Linked DNA regions of Danio rerio: region 1 is linked to region 2. Evidence: chromatin contacts called from public Micro-C data. All regions are on one chromosome and are shown on one strand. Each heading gives the region's core, a stretch centred on a gene start, on an enhancer-like site or on the middle of the called end of the contact. The rest is flanking DNA. Distances are from core to core; before and after follow the strand shown.

Region 1 (5,901 bases), core at 2,678-5,177, 65 kb after region 2:
AGTAGCTATGGGAGAAATGACTAGGAATAACAAACGGCAGAAAACAGTCTAACTACTTCCTCCACAAACAAGTTTATTCATGATTATACATTAAAAGCAGAATAGTATATCAGGAAAATGTCAGGTTGCAACATCAAGCAGCATAATGAGCTATTTTTAACATCTACAAATCAATGGAAGTGAATGAGATCGAAAGTCTGAAGACAAAAAGATTTTAAGGGCCAGCTCTTACGTGAAGCATAAGGTCAATAATTCATTCCTGTGATGGTCATTATTTCAGTATTAAGTGTCAAATGATCATTCAGAAATATTTCTTATCTTATATAGATTTGCTGCTCATGAAATAATTCTTCTTCTTATTATTATTATATTATGTAGATAATGCTGTTTTCTCAGCTCTTTTTTGTACGTGAGTTTATTTTGTTATTGAGAGGAAAACGCACAGCTATGGCGATTTGGGGAAAATATCTGATTGCGATTTTTATTTTTATTATTATTTTTTGATAGATATTGCGATTTTTTTTTTTTTTTTTTTTTTTTTCGATTTGATTTGCAATTTATTTTTGTAGTCAAGTGTCAGCTCAATAATCTGTATCATAGCTTCTTACTGTTAAAATGCATTGAGAGTTATTTAAAAAAGGAACTGAAAAGATATTACCTTAAACATTTTTTCAAATTAATTTTAAAATATTCAGAAATAAAACACTTATTTTTCTCTACTAGAGCAAACAGTTTCTTATTTTGCTGGTGTTTTTTGTAATTGCATACACTTTCCTAAATTGCAGATCAATAAACTCTCTCGGCCACCATAAAAAAAGCATTTTGACATTATTTCTTAAAACAGCACAGTACAAAATAATATGAATTTGTAATTCATGCTGACTTTAATGTGAACAAGTCTTTGATAACAGAATAGGCCACTAACTCACAGTATTGCAGGCATCATTTAAGACAGCGGTTAAAAAAGGAAGCAAACTTTGGTCTCTTCATACGATTATTATTTACTCTCTATTTAAGATTCTTACATGTCAGTAAATACTCTAGTCAGTTCAAAACTGCCAAAAATACAAGACAGAGCACAGCTATGGAGCTATTATTGATGATCAAAGCTACAGTGCTAATGTGACTAAATGCTAACATGGTGGTTTTGTGTTTGTTAGTCCTGGATACAGCAGGACAGGAAGAGTTCGGAGCCATGAGAGAACAATACATGAGGACAGGGGAGGGTTTCCTTCTGGTCTTCTCTGTCACCGACCGGGGAAGGTGAGCAAACGTTCCACTCACGCTTTCTCTCTCAACTTTCTCTCCTTCTTCCCCTTTCCCTCCACACGGCCTGTCTCAGTTTCACTTTCATTCAGTTTCAGGCTTGCCGTTTTTAATTCACATCAAACCACCTCCCTTTACTCAGTCACATCGCCGTCTGTAGCTGTAAAATTAGAGATGATGCTTAATTACACCTCAGGGTTTTGTCTGCAGTTACAGTAAATAGATCTCACGCACATTGCAGAGCAGTGTGTATTTGGTCGTTGTGGGAGTGTTTGTGCCCTCTCGGTCTGTCCCAGTTTGTGTTTATGCTGTAAACAGACTTTCCTTCCTCCGTTTACATTACGGATGGCACAGACCTCTCAGAGCACACTCTCCAGAGTCCATGACAAGCATTTCCTCCTGAATGACATTTAAACGGCTCGAACTGTTAGAATCAACAGAGAGCTCATATCAGTGTCCTTTTCTTCCCAGTTTACACACACACACACACACACACTCTGTCTCTCTCTCTCTCTCTCTCTCTCTCTCTCTCTCTCTCTTTCTCTATGATGGCTTTCAGTCATCTGACAGCATTACTGGAAAGTTTATAGTAACGGCATGAGAACTGGGTGACCTTGTGTCATCCTGTGTACTGTGATGCTGCTCTGTGGGCCAGAACAGAAAGAGAGTGAGACACAAACACAAGTCTTGCCAATAAAGCTCTATTAAATTGAATTTAATAAAAATTAATTAAATTAAAATGAATTCAGTTTAATAATAAAACATTTTAAAAAATTATATATTTTAAAATGTTTAAAAATAAAATAAATAAAATAAAAAAATTAAGTACATACAATATTAAAAATGTGATTTTAATAAAAAAATGATTAATTATTGAAAATTAATTTAATTTAATTGAATAAAAAAACATAAAAACATTTTAAAATAAAATGCAAAAACTAAATAAATTTAATAAAAAATACAAAAGTAAATATTAATTTCTTTTTATAAAAAAATAAAATACATTGAATTAAGAGGTGGTTTAAAATCATTTTAGTTTCTTTTTTTGTTAAAATACATTCCTGATTTAAGCATATCCAAAATACACTCAAATGCCATTAAAAATGATTACATTCGTCAGTTCTGACATTCTAAATTATGTTATTCTGAGATATTTCTGCTGAAACTAATAACTAGGCCCATGTGAAATCTGCAGCCACAGAAATATGCCATGTTTTTTTTTTTTTTTTTGTCAGTCCATCATTGAGCCCGTTTATTTACCATTATAAAGCCTGAATGATAAGCCTGTCTGGATTTATTCTGCGGGAACAAAACTGCCTGAATTTACTTTATTCCTTACTCAATACATCAACATTATATTTAGAGACCAGTTCTATTCTTATTCTTGCTGCAATCAAACACAAAAACAATACTTAAGGATCAGGTTCTGTCAACCCTAGGCCTTTATTGTCCCTTGTTTTCCATATAGCCAATTTTGCAGTCCTTGCTAGACTTTTCTTGCTTTAGGGTTAGTTTAGAAAAAGAGCTCCGCTTTGTGTGTGTGTTTTCATTGCAGAATATATTGATATCAAATGATGTTTAACAGAGCAAGGAAATTTTCACAGTATGTCTGATAATATTTTTTTCTTCTGGAGAAAGTCCTATTTGTTTTATTTTGGCTAGAATAAAAGCAGTTTTTAATAATAAAAAAAACATTTTAAGGTCAATATAATTCGCCCCTTTAAGTTATATTTCTTTTTGATAGTCTACAGAACAAACCATCATTATACAATAACTTGCCTAATTACCCTAACCATGCCTACCTAACCTAATTAACCTAGATAAGAATGTCACTAAGCTGTATAAAAGTGTCTTGAAAAATATCTAGTAAAATATTATTTACTTTCATGATGGCAAATATTAATTAATTCAGTTATTAGAGATGAGTTATTTTGTTTAGTATAACTATTTTGTTTAGCAATGTGTTGAAAAAAATATTTTCTCTGTTAAACAGAAATTGGGGAAAAAATGTACAGGGGGGCTAATTATTCTGACTTCAACTATATATACAGTATTTTTTTAATTAGTTAGAGCAATTACAATTAGTCTAATAATTAGTTAGAGCAATTACAGCCATTTTCAAGCAGTTTTTAATGGCTGTGTATCACCTTGTTTTCCTCAGTTTTGAAGAGATCTACAAGTTTCAACGGCAGATCTTGAGAGTGAAGGACCGAGATGAATTTCCCATGATTCTAGTTGGTAACAAAGCTGATCTTGAGCAACAGAGACAAGTGAGTGACTTGAATCACGTATAGTGTCATTTCAGAGAACTACACTGAATCAGAAACAATATGTCGATCTCAACACTCTTTATCTGCACTGAAATCATAGCATGACTTGGTACTTTATTGTATCTGTTGTAGACTTTTAGTCTCTACAGTTTTTGCTGTAAAATGACACATTACAGTACTGTAAAATGACACATTACAGTACTGTATACACGTTCTTACAGTACACAATGTTGCTGTTAAGATGCAATTAAGTGTGGATGAAATTCAGTCCTGAAAAATCAATGAAGAGTGCTGAAAGAGTGAAAAATATCAGTGTGTCTGTGAGGGAGAGAGCTTGTAATAAAATATATGGGGTTACTGGGTGCATTGTGCCATTAAAGGACACTCAGATTGTGTTACACTGCCACCTAGTGATAGAACGGAGAACATCAGCCTGTCCCAGTTTACTGATTTAAAGGGACAGTTAACAAAAATTAAGGGACAGTTTTTAAAATTTGTTTACTCTCCATCAAGTAGTTCCAAACTTTTGAGTTTTAAGTTTTTTTTTCTTAACAGAAGAAGCTATTTTAAAGCAAGCTTAAAACCTGTTACCAGTTGTAGGAAAAATAAATACTATGGAGGTCAATGGCTTCAAAACATTCCTCAAAATATCTTCTTTTGTCCTCACCAAGAAACAAACTCAATCAAGTTTGGGAAAAATGCAAGGGGGATTATTGATTACAGAGTTAAAGAAAATTGATAAACGTATGCTTATTTTTTTACTTCATGGTATATTTGACATTCAATATAATTGTTTAGCCAATCAGAAAGTTAAATGTAAAAAAAAAAAAGTGCTGCATTTTAATGGAGGATGACTATTTTGTTCAGGTGACCCAAGAGGAAGGACAGCAGCTCGCTCGACAACTCAAAGTCACATACATGGAGGCCTCAGCTAAAATCCGGATGAATGTAGACCAGGCTTTCCACGAACTGGTCCGAGTCATAAGGTAAATGTGAGAGAGAGAGAGTGTGTGTGTGTGTGTGTGTGTGTGTGTGTGTGTGTGTGTGTGTGTGTGTGTGTGTGTGTGTAAATGTTGTATTATCCTGGTGGGGATTTAAACCTGAATGCACACATTTTCTGGGGACTTCCCCACCAGGATAGCAAACCTGTGTGTGTGTGTGTGTATTTGTGTCTTTGTGTAAAAAAGTGCTGTTTTCAACAGATGGTGGCAGCACACAAACAGCAGTAACTAAAATGGAATAGTGTGCTTGCTAGCTTTGAAAATCTGTGCATTTGATAAAGTTTAAAGGATTAATATATGTGAACTGGGCTATTAATCGTGTAGGGCGGGGCTATCAGTGCAACTCATTTCTGCCTTGCTTTAGTTCTGTCATCAGTTTTTTCATTTGTTAGCAACGTCCATCTTCCAACGAACCAATCAGTTCCCAGTAGCCGATATTATACACCGGCCTACATATCTTACACATTTCAAGACTTTTTCCCCTGGATTGTTATATGTCAACAGGATAATATTTTAATAAATTGGGTTGTGGCATGGTGGCTCATTAGTTAGCACTGTCTCCTCACATCAAGAGGGTTGCTGGTTCAAGTTCCATCTGGGCCAGTTAGCAATTCTGTGTGGAGTTTGCATGTTCTCCCTGGGTTCATATGCCGCCAGGTGCTCTGGTTTCCCCCACAGTCCAAAGACATAGGGTATAGGTGAATTAGGTAAACACAATTGGCCGTAGTGTGTGAACGCAAGAGTATGTGGGTGTTTCCCAGTACAGGGTTGTGTAAACCATGTGCCCGAATAGTTGGGGGTTCATTCCGCTGTGGCGACCCCTGATAAATATAGGGAATATGATTTAAAGGAATGAATGAATAACTTGAAGGAAATTAATTTGTCAGCCAGATGTCTCCTACTGTAAGAGCATCAGATCTTCATTAAATTTGAGAATGAAGAGAGTGTTTATACAGACTTTATACAGTCTTTCTCTCTCTTTTTTTTTATAGGAAGTTCCAGGAGCAGGAGTGTCCACCTTCACCAGAGCCCACGCGCAAAGAAAAGGACAAGAGTGGCTGCCACTGCGTGATCTTCTGATTGGCCGCCAAGTGCCGCCAATCACCCAGCTGCTGTCACCGGCCCCTCCCCCCACACACACCCTGCCTTCTGACATCACGTCCTGTGCGGATCAGTTCGCTGCCTTTCTACATGTGCATGTCTTCAAATCAGCAGTCGCTCTCATAGCCTTATCAGGGGGCCTTTGTGCCTCCAGGACTTCACTACTAGAAGAACCAAACTGACAAAATCTTGACAGAACTCACCATTCTACCTTCAACTAGAGTACTGACATCAGCGTGACCTAGAATATGGTAATTGTGCCC
Region 2 (6,134 bases), core at 67-2,566:
ATGACCATCTCGCAGTTTAGCAAAATAAATTTACGCCTCCTTCTGAAGTGACTTACTATGTGCCTTTTTCGTTTGTAATGCTTTAAAACATTGTTTTCCGGCTGCAGCCACGCTTTATTCTCGAAATGTAACTATAGTTTGTCTAAAGTAATGTATACAATCAATCACCGCAGTCGTAGCTCCATAGTCATTTTGTGTCTGCCAGTTTGTTTACTTGCTGGAGTTCCATTGGCATTTTCCTGCGCATGAATTCTGACCAATCAAAAAGCAGTTTAAGAAATATGCTCAATAAAATCTGGCCAATGAGTAATGTGGATTTTGTCAGATGACTGCATTTTGGTTCTTTTCAACTGGTTCAGACCAAAGCAATCAATGTGGTGTAAAAAGGACCCAAAGACAGCAGAAAATGCTATAATGTATCATTTATTGCCCTTGGTCCGGATAAAATGAAGCAAACTACAGATGTGAAAGCACCATAAGATATTTCGAATAAAGCTGAAAACCTGTATCCATTGACTTTCATGGGAGGTAAAACAAATACTATACAGTCAAAGGTAGGTTACAGGTTTTCAGCTTTCTTCGAAATATTTTTTGTTGTGTTCAACAGAATCATCTCTACTGTACTGATTTACCACAGATAATTTCATCTTTATCATACATGTCTATTCCGCAGGCCTCCTCTGAGGGGTTTCCTGATGGATGGAGACTTTTATGTTGCTGCCTCACTGGCCACCACCCTCACCAAAGTGGCCCTGCGCTATGTTGCCCTCGCAGAAGACAAAAGAAGACAAAATGTAAGTTTGCATGTTTATCACTGCTTCTCTGATGAACTCTGGGTCAGCATATTAATCAAGTCTAATGGATGTTTTCCTACTCTTAGTCGTTCGTAGCAGAGGCCATGCTGATCATGGCCACTGTGCTCCATCTGGGCAAGTCATCTCTACCCAAGAAGCCCATCACTGATGATGATGTGGACCGGATCTCACTGTGTCTCAAGGTCCTGTCCGAGTGCTCGCCTCTTATGAATGACATCTTCAACAAAGAGTGCCGCAGATCCCTGTCCCATATGCTCGCTGTTCGACTGGAAGAGGAGAAACTGTCTCAGAAGGTAAACATGTTAATGCTTGTTGATTACCTACTAAATAATGTGCTCATGTTACTGCTACATCCATGTAAAGGTGATTCTTTTGTTATGCTATGACTAGATTGTTGCTGGTTTTATTTGTGGCCATTTTAATAAATTCTGCTGTTCTTGTTTTATCAGAAAGAGTCTGAGAAGCGTAATGTGACTGTTCAGGCCGACGATCCAATCTCCTTTATGCAGTTAACTGCTAAGAATGAGATGGCGTCCAAAGAGGACCAGTTCCAGCTCAGTCTGCTGGCCGCTATGGGCAATACTCAGAGGAAAGAAGCCACAGATCCACTGGCCTCCAAACTTAATAAGGTGTTTAGCAGATTTTGTCAGTTTGAATCTTGTTTTTGTAATGGTGACTAACTAGCTGGAGCCTAAACATAGTTGAAAAGTTTGTCTGTTCACCACCAGAGGGCATGTTTGTTCAACTGATGGAAATTTTAACGCTTAAAGGGATAGTTCACTCAAAGCTGTTCGACTTTCTTCTGTTGAACACAAGATATTTTGAAGCAACCTGGAACCTGTTCAATTATGGGGAAAAAATCATAATCACGATTTTGTTGGTCATAATTGTAATCATGATTATTCAAAATGATATACAGATGAAGTCAAAATTATTCTCCCTCCCGTGAATATTATTATTATTTTATTATTATTATTATTATTTTTTATATATTTCCCAAATTATGTTAAACAGAGCAAGGCATTTTTTGCAGTAATTGCTATAATATTTTTCTTCTGGAGAAATTCTTATTTGTTTTATTTTTTTTCTAGAACAAAAGCATGTTTAAATACTTTGAAACCTATTTTAAGGTCAATATTATTAGCCCCCTTAAGCACAATATTTTTTGATTGTATGCAGAATAAGCTACTGTTATACAATGCCTTACCTAATAATCCTAATTAAGCCTTTGAATTGCACCTAAAGCTGAATGCTTGTATTTAAAAAAATATCTAGTTAAATATTATGTACTGCAAAGACACCGCATAGCAAAGATAAAAGAAATCAGTTATTAGATAAATGACTTATTAAACTTATGTTTACAAATGGGTTGAAACAATCTTCTCTCCGTTAAACAGAATTTGAGGGAAAAAGGGTTGCTAATAATTCAGGAAGGCTAGTAACTCTAATTACAATACAAATGTGTCCAACTGGAGAGGGGGAGGTATATGATGCAATAATCCTTTTATCTTAATTAATGTTTTTTTTTATAATCGTTTGAAGTCGAAATCGAAACTAAATTTTCGATTAATTGCACAGCCCTAGTATATAGCAAGTAAATGTTTGGGTGAACTGTCCCTTTACAGCATCACTTCTGGCAACAGTCTAAGAATGTCCCACTTGTGTACAGGAACTCAGTAAAATATATCCATATGAACAAATAGTTTGTGCTAATCAGTTAGATTACCATGACTGTTTATTGACTTAAAGGCTTCCCAGTGACGTTTGAAGTCCCTCTCTGCTTATTGGCTAATAGGTTACCTATGGTAAATCATCTCTTTGTACAGGGAAGGAATTAAGAAATGTAAATGTTATGTTTTTTTTTTCTCCTAAATTATTACAAGCCATTTTGACACCCTGTAGTAATATGCAACTTGGTCAGCTGGGTCACAAGTAAATATGGGACACACACACGGCTTTTTATATACTTTATTTATAGGAAGTTTTTTTTTTTTTTTTTTACAAATTTGCACAGAAAAAAAAACAAGCAGTCAACAACAACAAAAGACAAATGTACAAACAAACATCCCCAACACTAATATCTCTTTTGTGGCTTTAACAAAAAAGACACATAGCTAAAAGCCTGCAAACATTACAGTCCTCAAGGGCCACACATAAGCACAGCAGTGTATGTATAAAGTGCATTTACAACTCCAATACAAATAAATAAATACATATAATAGTGACAAATAAATAAATGTAAAAAAAGGAAAGTGCAAAATCCCACTACTCTAAGAATTGTAAATTATCAACATATGTAAGATAACCATGGGGATGCCATGTTTCAAAAATGTTAGAGTAAATTAAAAAATTTTCAAGCTGAATAAAACACATCACATCTTTGATCCATCAACTGTGTGTTGGGGGCTCAGTTTTTTTCCAAAAGAGAAGAATTCAACTCTTTGCCAATAGTGTAGTAAAAAATATTGCTCAACATATTTCTTCCTTAAGCAAAAGGGGTTCAAGTGCATTTGGAAAACCATACATAAACTAAACGATTGAAAAATAACTTTCCAAAACCTCCCTAGATTTGGGCAGAACCAAAACATGTGGGCAGTTGTGGCTGGTGAATTTATCCATCCCAATTTTAACCAATTTCTTTAAGAGGATGCTCTATGACCTCTGATGGCTGCACAATATTATTATCAAAAGTGCTTTTAAAGAATCTTGTTGTTATTAACCCATCTAATTAGCATTGGAAACCATTATCTTGGGTTGAACTGTCTTTTTATATTCCTCCAGGTCACCCAGTTGACTGGTTTCTCAGATCCAGTGTATGCAGAAGCTTATGTCCATGTCAATCAGTATGACATAGTTTTGGACGTCTTGGTTGTTAATCAGACTAGCGACACCCTACAGAACTGCACCTTGGAGCTGGCAACACTTGGTATGAGATGTTACTGAGAATAGTTTCTAAGAAGTAATTGTGTTTTTGGTTCATGTTTTACTGAACTTTTTTTTTTTAATCCACAGGTGACCTTAAATTAGTTGAGAAGCCATCTCCTCTTACATTGGCTCCTCACGACTTTGCCAACATTAAAGCCAACGTGAAAGTGGCTTCCACAGAGAACGGCATCATATTCGGAAACATAGGTTTGTGGACTCCATTCTATTTAAACAGACAGTTCACCCACCACTGAAAAATTATTTGCTCGCATTCCAAATCAAGTCTTCATTTATATGTTAAATACAAAAGAAGATATTATGAATAATGTTGGAATTCTAAAACCTTTAACTTGGATAGCATTTTTGGTCTCATTGGTATTATCTCTGGGCTATTTGTATTTTCATTCTTCAATTTTTCTTCACTAATCAGAAGCACATGTTTTGCAGTTTATGATGTATCGGGAGCAGCCAGTGACAGAAACTGCGTAGTCCTGAGCGACATTCACATCGACATCATGGACTACATTCAACCGGCCTCCTGCACGGACGCAGAGTTCAGACAGATGTGGGCTGAGTTTGAGTGGGAAAATAAGGCAAGTCTGGAGGACCGGTGGATTCTTAGCAGATAATGGCTACGTTAATCTCTATTCTGTTTAGCGGGAATGTCTGGAATTTGTTCTGGGTTTTATTTCCACACAGGTTACCGTCAACACCAACATCACAGATCTGAATGATTATCTCCTGCATATTCTGAAGTCCACCAACATGAAGTGCCTGACCCCAGAGAAGGTGCAAATATCCCTCTGTGAACTATAAATAACATCATGAAAACATGCAATTATTTATGATCATGTCTGTTGGTTTTCTTTTGTAATTCCAGGCCCTGTCTGGCATCTGCGGCTTCATGGCAGCAAATCTGTATGCTCGCTCTATATTTGGAGAAGACGCCCTTGCAAACGTTAGCATCGAAAAGCCGATCCATTTGGGAGTCGATGCACCAGTCAATGGCCATATTCGGATCCGAGCCAAAAGCCAGGTAATGAGGCCCCTGCAAACCCAAGTGATGGAAACCGCATCTTGCACTATTATAATTGATAAGTCCTCTTTAAGATCTTTACAGTAAACACTAAATGCTGGATTAGCATGCGTGCATCTCCAGGCGTGGATACTGATTTTAACTTCAGGAATGGATTTAGTTTGCCTGCTCTGATGCATAAAACTTGATTTGCAATGCTTTTCTTTATCAATATTTTTTAACACTCTTTTATATAAATGACAAAAGCATACTGCAGGCCTGCCAGATGTATAATTGCTTATATATTTTATTAATTTTCAACCCAAGCTCATTGAGAAATATGTTTTCCAAACAGTTTTTATAATTCCAAAGACCTACCGAGGCATGAAATGAAATAAACATTAGAGCTAATAAAAGACAACAGACAACCTTTTCAAGCAAAGTATGATTATGGAGCAGATTGTCTGTAGAGATTCTAGCAAAATGCTCTGATCATTTTAATCCGTTTTTATTAGAGCTGCACAAAATATCCTTTTAGCATCGATATTGCAATATGCGCTTCTGCAATATTCACATCACAGGATCTGCAGTGTTGAGTCTGAATTACAGTTGACCAGGAGCTACAGAACATTTGTAGAGTCACTGCTACGTTTAGCCATAAATGTATCATTTGTATGTTTTAAGTCCTGTGACAGAGCATTTCAAGAGTCTTTAAAACATTTTTGGACAAAAAGTGATGTTTAGAGGTGTAATTAAGATTAATTCTATTTAATTATGTCTACAGATTTTTTTTTACTTAGAATTATTGTCATGTTTTTCGTCCAAATATCTACATTTTAAAAGTTCTAGTTGACCATTTGAAAAGTGTCGGAAGGTAGATTTTCCTGATCAATCATGTGTTAAACTGCATCTCAATCATCACAAATACTGCAGAAGACCTATTGGAACACACATGGACCCAAGATTATATAGGGGTTACATTCAGTATGGGGGGCATGCGAGAGATCTGCAGAGTGGATGGCAACATTAACAGCCTGAGGTATCAAGACACTTGTGCTGCTGATTTACATTACAAACCACAGTAGTGGGCAAATTCTTCAGCAGGATCGTGCTCGTTCTCATACTTGAGCCTCCACATCAAAGCTCCTGAAAGCAAAGGAGGTCAAGGCGCTCCAAGACTGGACAGTCCAGTCACCAGATATGAACATTATTGAGTATGTCTGGGGTAGGATGGAGGAGTCATTGAAGATGAATCCAAAGATTCTTGATGAACTCTGGGAGTCCTGCAAGAAGGCTTTCTTTGCCATTCCAGATGACTTTATTAATAAGTTATTGTAGAGATGTATGGATGCGGTCCTCCAAGCTCATGGGAGACACAA

Evidence for each region. Hi-C and Micro-C count contacts between places; a contact is called where the count stands out from the background.
Region 1: a Micro-C map of caudal fin shows a contact between it and region 2, with 13 times the contacts expected there. The contact joins two enhancer-like sites. A contact is called at or near these places in 5 of 18 Hi-C or Micro-C datasets (caudal fin, embryo, hematopoietic stem cells and 1 more) and 1 of 4 datasets of contacts at active chromatin or transcription factors (caudal fin).

The regions. Positions count from the first base shown.
Region 1 is chr7:27,902,469-27,908,369 of GRCz12tu, forward strand. It overlaps rras2 (RAS related 2), which reads left to right. Exons shown (of 6, transcript NM_001017815.1): 3 at 1,161-1,263; 4 at 3,428-3,536; 5 at 4,404-4,522; 6 at 5,530-5,901. The coding sequence ends at 5,617. Among named protein-coding and RNA genes, the nearest start is that of tub, 17 kb to the right of the region's middle. Within about 2 kb of position 3,928, at least 4 of the 62 cell types and tissues checked have an H3K27ac peak or open chromatin away from gene starts, as enhancers often do. A contact at or near this core is called in caudal fin, where this site is marked.
Region 2 is chr7:27,840,120-27,846,253 of GRCz12tu, forward strand. It overlaps copb1 (COPI coat complex subunit beta 1), which reads left to right. Exons shown (of 22, transcript NM_001002013.1): 14 at 674-794; 15 at 881-1,108; 16 at 1,265-1,444; 17 at 3,597-3,741; 18 at 3,828-3,947; 19 at 4,188-4,333; 20 at 4,440-4,529; 21 at 4,621-4,776. Among named protein-coding and RNA genes, the nearest start is that of copb1, 17 kb to the left of the region's middle. Within about 2 kb of position 1,317, at least 1 of the 62 cell types and tissues checked has an H3K27ac peak or open chromatin away from gene starts, as enhancers often do. A contact at or near this core is called in caudal fin, where this site is marked.